Regions from separate parts of the Anas platyrhynchos genome. Here region 1 is linked to region 2. The links are chromatin contacts, called in public Hi-C maps. All regions are on one chromosome and are shown on one strand. Each heading gives the region's core, a stretch centred on a gene start, on an enhancer-like site or on the middle of the called end of the contact. The rest is flanking DNA. Distances are from core to core; before and after follow the strand shown.

What was found. A called contact is a pair of places that touch in the nucleus more often than the background predicts.
Region 1: a contact with region 2 is called in a Hi-C map of subcutaneous adipose tissue, with 2.3 times the contacts expected there. The contact joins the enhancer-like site here to the promoter of LOC101797130 in region 2. A contact is called at or near these places in 2 of 8 Hi-C or Micro-C datasets (liver and subcutaneous adipose tissue).

The regions. Positions count from the first base shown.
Region 1 is chr14:13,210,047-13,215,928 of IASCAAS_PekinDuck_T2T, forward strand. No RefSeq gene overlaps it. Among named protein-coding and RNA genes, the nearest start is that of PCDH1, 160 kb to the left of the region's middle. Within about 2 kb of position 1,900, at least 1 of the 8 cell types and tissues checked has an H3K27ac peak or open chromatin away from gene starts, as enhancers often do.
Region 2 is chr14:12,976,400-12,982,555 of IASCAAS_PekinDuck_T2T, forward strand. LOC101797130 (START domain-containing protein 10) reads right to left here and starts at 4,103. Exons shown (of 6, transcript XM_027468337.3): 1 at 3,634-4,103; 2 at 1,301-1,448; 3 at 1,123-1,226; 4 at 928-1,045; 5 at 330-382; 6 at 1-172. The coding sequence starts at 3,798.

The DNA of each region.
Region 1 (5,882 bases), core at 650-3,149, 230 kb after region 2:
GAAAATAGCTCAGGAGCCAGCCAGTCACCGGTCTTCACAGCCTGGGCAGAAAGAAGTTGGTGGCCTCTCCAAGTCCACATCAGGGTGGTGGAGTTGGAGGCAATGGCTTTGGCAGAACCCAAGCGAACAACCCAGGGTGACCCTCATGCCATCAGATGGCTCTTTTGCTATAGGCTGTGTCACTTGTGCCCTGGCCATGCCCCTCAGCAAGGTCCCGCTGTCACAAGGAGCGGGTGGCCTGAGGAGCTGCACGCTGGGTCCCCACACTCCGTGCCAGGCTCCCATGCTCCCTGCCCCTTGCAGACGGGAGGCAGGAGACAGAGGAAAGGCTGCTCCCCAACCACACCCCACCTCTCCGGGTGACCGCTGCACACAGCAGCCACAAGGATCGCCTAAAAATAGCAAAGCACATCTGCAGTGAGGCATTTCCTCTTCTCCCCCTTCCTCCAGCCTCCTGCTTTGTCACCTCTGATGTCCCACTAGCTCCCTCCAGCTCTTTCCTTTCCCAGCCTGCCCAGGACTGGGATGCACAAGTTTTCCCCTTGTTTTCCACCACCTTTCTCAAGGCCTCTTGGAGCCAGCACCTCACACATTACCTGAACTGCATTCTTCCTGGGATTCAGGCAAGCAACAGGGCCCCTTCCTGCCCTACCAGACAATTCCTCAGGGTCTGCAACTCACAATAGCAGGGACTACAAACTCCTACCTGGTACACCGAGTGCTTTCTGCCCAAGGCTATTGCTCTCCAGGTGTTTCATTCCCATTGAATTCAGCTTTGGGGTTATTTTCCCACAAGAGAGGAACTGCATTCATCAGGGGCTGGTTTGCATTGTCGCTTCCTGCCCACAGCTCCAGTCCCTCCGGGTTCCTTTGTGTTTCACTTCTCACTGGAGTTTGCATCTCCTTCCAGCTAGGAGTTATCTGCAAATGCAATTAGTGTGCTGCTGGCTCCCCTCCTTCACATCACTTCTGCTCCGCTGTCGAATTTGCCGTCTCCCCCCTCCCCAAGACTCCTGACTCCCAAGAGACATCAGCCCTGTTGAAGGCTACACCAAAGATGAGGAGGTCAGCCCAGAAACCAAGCCACGACAATGATTTATTTCCAGTCTTCCAATTTTGGGCAGCTCCCTTTCTGCAAGCCGTGCCTGCAGGTTGCCAGGCTGCAGACCGCCTGCCACTCGCCGCTGGAGCACGGCTGCTCAGCGCCCACCTCCCCGCTCCCCAGCATCCCCGCCTCAACCCCCCCTCACCATCCCTGCTGAGATTTGCTCTCAGTTCCGAGCATTAATTTGAGATGGGGCAGGGGGCAGCAAGTTACTAGAAGTGGGAAAAGCGAGCAGGAAGCCAAGAGTTAAAATCCTACACTCCCAACAGGGCCCCTAGCATAGCGCGTGATAAGCAAGGCTGGAGCCTGGAAGAGTTTGTACCAGGATTTTCGGAGCAGCTATTATTTCCAAAAATACAAAGTCATTCCTTTGAAGAAGAGGGGGGAGAAAAAAAAAAAAAAAAAAAGAAAAAAAAAAAAAAAAAGAAACAACCCGAGCGCTCTAATCTCCCTGCTGCAGAGTTTCACCTTCTGCTTTCTCAGTCCTTCTCCCAGCACGCTGCCAGCACCGAGGAAGCCGGCAGGAGGGAGTGCGTGGTGCTGGCCCGCCCAGAGGGACATCACAGCAAGGGCTGGCTCCCTGTGCCAGCACCACAAAGCCCTCGACAGCAAAAGCCTCACGGAGACGTGGTGCAAAACGCACCCAAAAGCAGCGCTTTTTGTGCTGAGCCATCCTGCGATTCCCACGTTCTGGCCAGCTTCGGGGAGCTGTGCAAAGAGGATTCAAGCCATGTGCAAGCCCTTTGCACCAGCTCAGCCTCCCACGCGGCTCCTCGCTCAGCCTTTTATTTTTTAACACTTGGAGTTGATAAGGAGGGGCGAGGACTGACTCAGCACAGCCTGCGCGCACCCCCGTGCTGCAGCATCCCCGAGCGATGCGGGGCTGGGACCGCGGCTCCCCCGGGGCTGGTCCCTGCAGCCGCTGGAGGAGAGAGGTTGGGGTGCCCCCAGCTCCAGTCCCAGCTTTGTCTCGGTGGTTACGCGGCCGTGGGCAGCCCCAAGCCCTTTCTCATAAGGACATCTAGTGGCACCACGACGGACAGCACGCTCGGCTCGGCTACGGCTTGGCCACTCGGCCCCCTCTTCGCCCAGGAGCCCCCAACCTCTCCCATCAGCTCACACTGCCCGCCCTGCATAGTTTGGGGTAGGGGCACGGTTGGGGTGGGCAGAAGGCTGGATCCCACCATTGATGCACCACGAGCACCGGGGGACATGGCTGGTCGCTGAGATGGGGACATCTCCAGGAGCAAGGTGTGCCCAGCGGGAGCCTGAGCTCCTGCAAGAAGGTGTACAGCCACAGGACAGAGCTTAGGAGGCTCCTGAGATCCTTTGGGGGAAGGAAGTATATCCCAGGCAGCAGAAGTCATGGTGGGATGGTGTGGGGACAGTGACAAAGCAGAGGCAGCACATACCAGAGCAACACAGGAGACCTCACCATGGCACAGGCCAGTCCAACACTCTTCTGCAGCCAGCTCCTCTGCCACCAGAGAGCTGGAGGAAGGATGAGGGGAGGAGTGGGATCCTTTTTCCTAGGGAATCCTTATTCTGGATTCCCTAGGAAAAACTAACACAGCCCTGAGTGGACAAGCACCTGGGCCATGGGTTTCAGCAGCAATGGCCTTGGATGCTCCCCCATTGGATGTGCAAGGAGCTGGGACCAGAGGGGTAACCGAGCAAAGACCCATTACCCCAAGCAGAGCCCATTCTCTAGATGGACTTGTAGTTTTTCCTGAAGCATTCCACTTCAGAACATGTCCCTACAGACATGGGTGTTTATGGGAAGGCAGGACCCACCTGCAGCCAGCCCCATGCTGTTAGGGAAAACAAGTCCAGCTGTGGAAGGAGCACTGCTGCGCCCCAGGCACACGTCTGACTCTATACAGCTATTTCCTAAGCAATCCTCTTCAGAGCATAATGACCATGGATAGCTTGGACTTGAAGAGCATTTCCATTAGAGAAAGGGCATATCATCCTCTGCCTTTATTCAAATGAAAACAGTAATGAAATCACTGCTGCCTAATACAGATGCACTTGGTTAGACGTGTACTTGCTTTTTATTTTGTTTTTTTGCTTTTCTGTTTTGTGGTCAACATTTATGCATTGCTGTCAGAAAAATTGCTTTAATTTTCCATTCTGTTTCAACACCCTTTGCTAAAAACAAAAAGTATTATCCACCGAAGAACTGTGAATTGACTCCATCTAATATCTTAGGAGCAGAGCTAACACCAAATGGCATTCACTTACATTTTTAATGTACCGATGAAGTCATAGAAATCACTAACTTAGAGGCTGGCTCATCAATTTTTTCTTGCTAAAGCATATCCCGTATCTGCTACTCTGACTCTTTCTCCTCTAGAGAACCTAGCTGTCACTTCTTTAATGGTTTTCATTGGCTAGTATGAACATTTTAAGGTTTAGCATGAGTGATGTGGATGAATGAATTTCTAGACTTCATTTGGCTTTTCATCTATAGTGTCAGAATGAGTCTGATCTGCCAGTGTTTGTTTTCTTTCTTTCACCGTCTCCTAACACTCAGATCTTACATATGCGTGTTTGATTTTAATGAGGTTACAGCCTACATGCAGCCTCCTGGACCAACGCTGCTGCCCTTCCCTAAGGGCAACCTCTGCCAGGCTGTTACAATGTGCTAGAAGCAGCAGCAACAACCGCAGAACACAATTTCTAGAGATTTCTCAGTTGCATCCCCCAACACACCCCTCTACATACTCAGTAGTCATTCAGCACAGGTTTAAATCTGTTACACTAAACCACTACTGCAGGCTCTGTAAGTTATTCTGTACAACAGAGTACAGAATCCCCTCCCTGGACAACACTACAGTAAAACATTTGCTTGGCTAAATTGTTTGGGCAACCCTTGCTCTTGAGGAAATTTGTTGTTGTGCCTTGGGGGATGACTCACTGGAGGAAGGAGCTGTCTGAGAGCCCCTTGCTCCAGGAGGCAGCTGAGGATTTGCTCTGAGCAGAGCCTCTGGGGCTGGTGGGTGGACGAACAATTCAGCTCAGGAGCTCTCCTTCAACAAAATAATGAATTTGTCTCCAAACAGCTCTTCGCTTCACTCAAAATATTCCAATTTTCAACACTAAAATACGAGAAAAATGGTCGGATGAAAAGCTGCCACGCACCAGCAATACCCATCTCCAGCTACAACCAGCTCCTGTGTGAGCTGCATCACATGCTGCCCACCTGCTGGCCTGGCAGGCCGATGGTCCCCAGGGTCTGGCCATGCCAGTAAGTCCAGAGAAACGTTACAAACAAGAGTCAAGGCACTCCAAGTTCCTCGTCTTTTCTCCCTGTCCTGAAATGCTCTGGCTTAGTGAGGTGTGGGGACAAGCGGCCACTTGGTGCTGGGTGGAGGAACACATCTCTGAACCCTCTGAGCCCCTTGGCATGCTGTTAACACACACAGCTTCGAGAGCCCAGGTACATCTCCTTGGGGTGGTGCCTGAGTATTTCTAAGGTGGCCCTAGTTATTTCTAATCGGTGATTTGGGTCACTAGGGATGCATGACAGGGGCATTCTGCTTGCATTGGCAAGATCTCTTCTAGGCATCCCAAAAGCTCTTTTCATTTCTGCAGGTGCATTCACCACACATGTCATGAGATTACTGCCACGAGCACAGACATCCTCACTTCTACAGCCAGCAGGCTTCTCCTTCTGAAGGAGATTTTAATTTCTGGGTGTGTTATTCAGTGACACCAGCCATTACAGTGGGCTTTGCAGTCTAGCAGGAAGCACTGCACCCTGCATGTTCAGCACCCCATAGCACATGCTGAACACCACCAACCTTAAGAGATTTATTTACAACCACAAGAGGAATAGTGCTGCTGTGTGTGGACATACCTGCACAACTACACGACCTGCTCTCAGAAAATGTGCTTTCCTACTCTGTCTTGCTTACCAGGATGTACCTACTCTCAGGGAGCAGCAAGGGACAGCTTAGGAAGGCGGAACAGGAGCTAAGGGTGACCCCAGCAGGAGCAGCATCCTCACCAGCAGGAGCAGTCCCACAGCATCTGAATACAGCAAGCAGAGCCAGGTTCTGGTAACCGGGTCCAACAGCAGTCCCAGTCATAGCCAAAAATGAACTGAGTCCAGGGCCCAGTCAGGAGCAGCAGGAGCCAGGAAGGAGTGAGGTCCAGCAAAGGTCCAAAGCCCCTCCAGGAGGCAGGGCCAGAAGACCTGGATATGGACTCACCACCAACACAGCTCAGGAAAGGAAGGAAGACCTGAGGCTAATCTTAAATATGTGGGGGTGTGGGCCCAGGTGAGGCTGGTTGGGGCCATTAAGGTCTATTGGTGTCATCAGGGGCCTGACACCTACCAAAACTAATGGTTCTTTGTGACATCATTACCAGTGCAATTGGATCTCTTCTGATAATATGTTTTTTTCTTAAGAGATTTCTTGTAACGACGAACTTCTGGAGCAACTTCAGGTTGAAGACACACCTTTGGCAACCCAAGACAGTATCATGCTGAGTCCAGTGACAAAGTCAGAGGAGAAGGCCAACAGCCTTGATGCAAAAACCACCAGTATCTCAAACCAGGACACGTACTCTGGCAACTCAAGGAAACTACTGGTAAAACTCTGTGAGATGCACACCCAGCTGCAAACAGAAACCCACCAGCACCCCTGAGTGCCACCAGGGAAGGAAGCCTGCATCCTTCAGTGCAGGGCTGCCAGGATGGGAAGGACATGCCCTGAGCTCCAGGCACATCCCTACCATGAGGCCAGGCAACTGGTCTGGTCCTGAGCAA
Region 2 (6,156 bases), core at 2,853-5,352:
GCCCGGTCTCATCAATGCGCTCCAGCGAGTCGGCGTGCTGCAGCGAGAGCTCGGCCAGGCTGAGGCTGGGCAGCGTGCTCTGCTCCGGGTACACCCAGGGCTTGTACCCGGGGTCGTGCCTGCGCTTCCACTCGGGGTACTTCAGCCCTGCCTTGTAGATCTTCTTCATTGCCTGCAGGAAGAGCCGGTCCAGCCCGTCACGGCCACCCCGCACCGCACCACTGCTTGCTTCTCCAGGGGGCTGGGCAGGGTTTGGGACACCAGCCCCTCAGCACCCCCAGACCCGCAGCTACTTTGGGGCCCCACCACCAGCCCCACGCCCTGCTTACCTTGGGTGCCACGAACTGCGAGACCCGGTTCACCACCCACTTCGGCAGCGACCCTGCAAGAACCAAAGCCTGATCACGGAGCTGAGCCGGAGATGCCACAAACCTCCAAAATCCCTGCCGGGTGCATTGGCCAAAGTGCAGCACCCAGAGCTGGACCAAGACCCCCAGGTCTGATGGCTACTGCCCCGTGCCGTGCCCTGGAGGGTTCCCCATCCAGTACCTAAAGGGGCTTATAAGAAAGATGGGGCCCTTTGTACAAGAGCCTGTAGAGATAGGACAAGGGGTAATGGTTTTAAACTGGAAGAAAATAGGTTTAGATTCACTCTAATGAGGAAATCCTTCCCTCTGAGGGAGGCGAGGCCCTGGCATGGGCTGCCTGAGGAGCTGTGGGTGCCCCATCCCTGCAGTGCCCGAGGTCAGGCTGGATGGGTCTGGGGGCAGCCCAGGCTGGTGGGAGATGTCCCTACTCATGGCAGGGGTGGCACCGGGTGGGCTTTAGGGTCCCTTCCAGCCCAAACCACTCTGCAGTGCCACGGCTCTCAGCTCTGGAGACCCATCCCCGTGGGAGCACACCGCAGCATCCCCTCCTGGCTCTCACCTCGGGGGTCCACCTGGGTGAGATAATAGAGGACACAGGCGCCGGTGCCGTTGGCCTTGATCAGGTAACCGGTCTGCAGGGACACGGCCCTGACAAAATCCTTCCGGGGAGGGAATTTCTGCAAAAAGACCCCCGTGAGCTTCAGAGCCTGCCCGAGCGGCTGCCCAGGGCTGCCCCGGGGCCGCGGGCACCCACCGGGTGCTTGACGCTGTAGTTGAGGATGATGTAGTCATCGCCCAGGGGCAGCCAGGAGCGCAGCGTGACGAAATCCCGGTTCTTCAGGGGGCTGGGGCACTTCCCTGCGGAGACACCCGGTTACAGCCCGGCCGGGGGCACCCAGGGATGCGGGGGGGTGGGTCTGGGGGCTGCTCACAGGAGTAGTATCCCACGTCGGCGTTGGCGGTCAGGCGCCCGATGTCGTAGGTCTCGATGACGTGCGAGTCCCACTTCTTGCGGTAGCCGGTGTCGTGCAGCACGTCGTAGAGCGTCTCGGCGGGGACGTCCTTGCAGGAGATGCGGGTCTGTGGGGAGACGGGTGGTCAGGTCCCCCTCAAGTCTCCCTGGGGTCCCCCTCGGGTCCCCAGGACCGTGCCCACCCCCAGGGATGGGGTCTTGAGGCTGCTCCTGTTGGCTGGTCCGGCTGCAACCGGAGCCACCCGCGGGCACAGGCCGTGCATTATTGATGGCCCCATCCCTGCTCCTCCTGGCGCTGGAGGAAGGAGATGTCATCTGCTCCTCGTTAGAGGCCTTGCATCTTTGATGAGGTGCGCGGCAGCGCCGTGTAATGGGAGACGGCCCTTTGAACGCGGGTGGCAGGTCCCATCAATCTCGGGCCAGCTTTCCCCGGGGTGAGGTGCCTGCCCCGTGGGGCTGGAGCTGTGCCCGTGGGGCTCTGTGGGGTGGGAGCACCCAGCCCGTCCTCACCTGGTCCTGCTACTGCAGGAGGGGCCCACACATCCTCCTGGAAGCAACAGGTGCCCCAGTAGGACCACTGCACCCCCAAAATCCCCCCCTAAAGCGTACTGCCCATCCTCCTGCAGCCCAACCAAAATCTGCACCAAGGAGCTGTTGGCAGTGCCCCCAGCTGGGTGATGGCGTGATGATGCTCAGCCCCCCTGATCCCTCCTGGGACCCCTTCTCTATGGGGCTCAGTGGTGGAAAGGGGAGCTATAATGCTGCATCCTCTGCCGGGCTGTGCTTGTTTGAACAGGGCTGGACTTTGCCAGGACCCTGCCAGCCTGTCCCGACCACCGTGCCGCAGTCCCTGCTGCTGTCCCCACGTCCCTTCTTGTCCTTTGGGTGCCTGCACATGGCTGTGCTTCACCTCCTGTACGGGGATGGAGCCCTGCAGCCTCCTTCTTGCCCTTCTGGATGTGATGTTTGCCTCTTGCTGGTTATCAGGGACCTCCTGCAGTCTCCATGACTTCAGCCAGACCCGTTAGCACCCTTGGGTGCATCCTACACGGTCCTGTGGACTTGTGAATGCCCAGTTGGCTTGTGTGCTGCTTGGTCCTGGCCTGGGAGCTTGCCCTGGCTCACCACCCATCCCACGTCAGAGCTGCATGTATTGCAGCTCTGTGCAGAGCTTCATCTCTGCCTCTCCTCCTCCTCCTCCTCTTCCTCATCAGCTTGACCATGATGGGCCTCCATCCACAGCAGCATCGCAATCACCATGTGCCTGCATGCCCAGCTCCTCAAGGAATCACAGAATGCTTGGGGTTGGAGGGGACCTTAAAGATCACCTGGTTCCAGCCGCTTGCCACGGGCAGGGATGCCACCCGCTGGATCAGGTTGCCCAGGGCCTTGAGCACCCCCAGGGATGGGGCATCCGCAGCCTCCTCCTGGTGTCATGCTGGGCTGTGGCCGCTCTGCGATCAGGAGAGTGGTGCAAGAGGCTCCTCCAGCATCCTCTACCTCAGGTGCCTCCTTTCCACCTCCCCGTGCCTCCCAGCTCTCCAGGTCATGGTCACCCTTCCCTGGTGCTCCTAGCTAGAAGCCCTCCTTGCCAGGTCAGCCCCTTGGTCAGGTGCTCCAGCCACACTTGCTCCGGCAGACCCCATCCCTGTCTGATCCCCGGTGAGGATCCTGTGGCTGAAAAGCCACAACAGTGCCCTGGAGCTGAGCGCTGCCCCGCAGGATGCTCCCACCAGCAGGACTGAGGATGTGATGGGGCTCCCTCACCCCACAGCCACTCTTGATATGCTCAGGGTCACCCAGCACTGTCACTGGTGCCATGTGTGAGCAGCACGGTGTGACAGCCCCAGGGACAGCATCCCAGATCCTTCCCCTGGCAGGCAGCAAAGTCGCCGGCACAGCACGTGGGGCATCCGAAACCCTCAGGGTTGCTCGGCTGGTGCGGGACGTGAGGCGATGAGCCCCAGTATGGCAGGGTTGGGGGAGAGGCACCCACCTGCCCATCTCATGCCCCAGGGGCTCCCAACAAGGCTGTCTCCACAAGGTCATTCCCACCTATGTCTGGAGCAAGGGCAGCAGCAAGGTGAGCACACAGGGGTGTGCCCCGGGCACATTTCCATGCTGCAGCAGCATCCTGGTCCAGATGCTGAGAGCATGGGGCAGGCAGAGAGCCCACGCAGCATCTTGCGAGCTGCAGAAGTGCTTTTGGGGCCAAAGCCCCCAAGCCCCGGTGTTTGGGGTGGGCTGCAGCAGGGCGCTGGTGTGACGGGGGGCGCGCAGGGGAGGGCTCACCTTGATTTTCTGCACGGTGCAGCTTTCCTCCTGGCCCTGGCTCCAGACGGTGATGCCAGCCTTGTTGTAGTGGCAGTGCCAGCCCTCCAGGCTCTCGCACTGCTCCTTGAATGAGCTGAAGTCGGAATCATCCGGGATATAAACCATCTCCCCCGCCCTGGACATGGGGGCTGAGCTGAGGGAGGCTCCTTCTGCCTCACCGCCCGGGGAGCCAGCTCCTGCGCGCGGCTCACGCGGCCATCCTCATCCTCACGGCCCCGAGGATGCACAGAGCCCTGCGGCCACACGGCACGGCGGGGAGGAAGGCTCCTGCCCTGCGGGTGCTACGGCAGCTGCCGGCAGCTCAGATGTCTTCCCAGGCTCTCCGGGATCACGTTTCTCTCCAGCTGCCCGCCGGCTCCTCTATTATTCAGCAGGTAGCAGCACGCGGGTGGCTCGGTTTTCAGGGCAGAGCTGCCCCTGGCCCCCTGTGTCCCCGTCCCTGCCATCCCTACCGTCCCCTGGCAATCTCTGAGCCTGACTTCGCAGCAGCAGCTTGCTGGCAGGAGCACGGAGGAGGAGATGCAGCACCCAGCTGTGCCCTCTCTGTCACCTACCAGGGGGACAGTCCCATCCCTCATGCTGCTGGCCTCACGCCTGCCGGGTCCCAGGACACAGCTTGTCCCAGTTGTCACCCTCTTGTCTGCCACCTCGTCCCCGGTGCTTTTTGTTGGGACCCTGCCCATGCCCTGGGTGGAATCTGGCGTTACCTGTCCCACCTGGGCGATGTCCATGAGCTCCCCGTTGGTCACAATTTTGAGCTTCTTGGTGTCCACCTGGGCTGAGGCTCGGCCTGTGCAGCCTCCCAGTGCAGCCTCGCCTGCAGGGCTGTGCCACGGGTGATGTGGGTCCCCAACCAACCCACAGGGGGGATGCTGAACACGGTCCCAGACCTCACCCTGCAGCACCCATCTTGAGCCCAGCCACCAAGCAGGCATCGAGGCACCCTCACTTGGGCAAACGCCCCTGGAAGGAGCTCCCCAGCTGCTCAGCTGCACAACCAAAGTCACCAAAACCACCCCCTGGTTTGTGAGACCCCACTGCGGGGTCACTGAGGGCTTCACTGTGCCCAAAGGAACCTCACGAGGCTGAGCAGGGCCAAGTGCAAGGTGCTGCACTGGGGTCGGGGCCACCCCAAAGGTGAGCGTGGGCTGGGCAGGGAATGGGCTGAGAGCGGCCCCCAGCAACCCGGGGGTGCTGCTGGATGAGAAGTGCAAGGCGAGCCAGCAACGGGTGTGTGAGCAGCTCGGAAAGCTGACCACATCCTGGGCTGCACCCCAAGCAGCGAGGCCAGCGGGCGAGGGAGGGACTGTCCCTGCTGCCCCCGCAGCGCTGCCCTCGGGGGCTGCTCGGGGCTGCTGGAGAGGGGCCACGGGGGTGTGAAGGGGGCTGCAAGGAGCTGGGGAGGGACTTTACCAGGACACGCAGTGCTCGGATGAGGGGGGTGGTTTTAAATTAAAAAAGGAGGGATTTAGACGAGGTGTTAGGAAGAAACCCTTTACCATGAGGGCGGTGAAGCCCTGCACAGGCTGCCCCCGCAGGATCCACCCCAGGGGGGTGCCGGGGCCGCCCTGGGACTGGATGCGCCTGGAGCGGCCGAGCAGCGGGGAGCGATCGGGGCCGGTCCCCGGCTGGGGCTGGGCTCGGGGCGTCCCCGGCTCCCGGCCCTGCAGTCCGTGGGTCGCCCACTGGGTGTCACGCGTGCTCCACCGGTGACAGCGACAGGGAGAGGCCGGGGGACGGCCGGGAGGTGGGGGCGAGCCGCGGCCGGGGGGAGCCGCCTGCGTTTCGCCGTCAGGCAGGGGGTGGGATGGAGCACCGACGGCCTTCCTCCTCCTCCTCCTCCTCCTCCTCCTCCTCGCTCTGCTCTGCCTCCCCCCCGCTCCTGGCAGGGCCTGAAGCCACCCACGGTCGCCTCCTTGGCCGCCCCGAGCCCTGCCAAGGAGGGGGGACAGGGCGGGGACAGCTCTGGGTGTCACCGTGCAGCTGGATGCTGCCGGTGGGCATCTCCTCCCTGCCCCAATGCGGGGCTTATACTGCCACTTTGGGGGCTTTGGGCGGTAGGGAAATGTTTTGGGGGGTGGGAGGGGACGTTTTCCCCCCCATAACGCCCAGCACACCCGGGGTGTCAAGCCCTGTCCGGTCACTTCCCTGTCCCCAGGGGCTGGCATGGAGAAACACAGCAGGACAAGGGGACAGCGGTGGGACAGCCTTGCTGGAGCACCGTCCCCTGTTTGGGGTTCAGGTGGCTCACACAGGCTGCTGGGGGAAGGTTCAGACACCTCTCCCTGCCCTCCTCCCCTTGTGGAGTCAGCTCCCCTTCACCTGTGTCCCCAGCTGGTGACAGAGCCAGGGCAGCACCCACAGTGGCAGGTCCACCTCGTGCTGGCATGGGCAGGGCTGCGGGTCCCAGCAGAGACAGGTCACCAGGTGATGTGGCACCAAGCCTCCCCAAGTAGCTGTGCACCTCTGTGCCACCCCTCA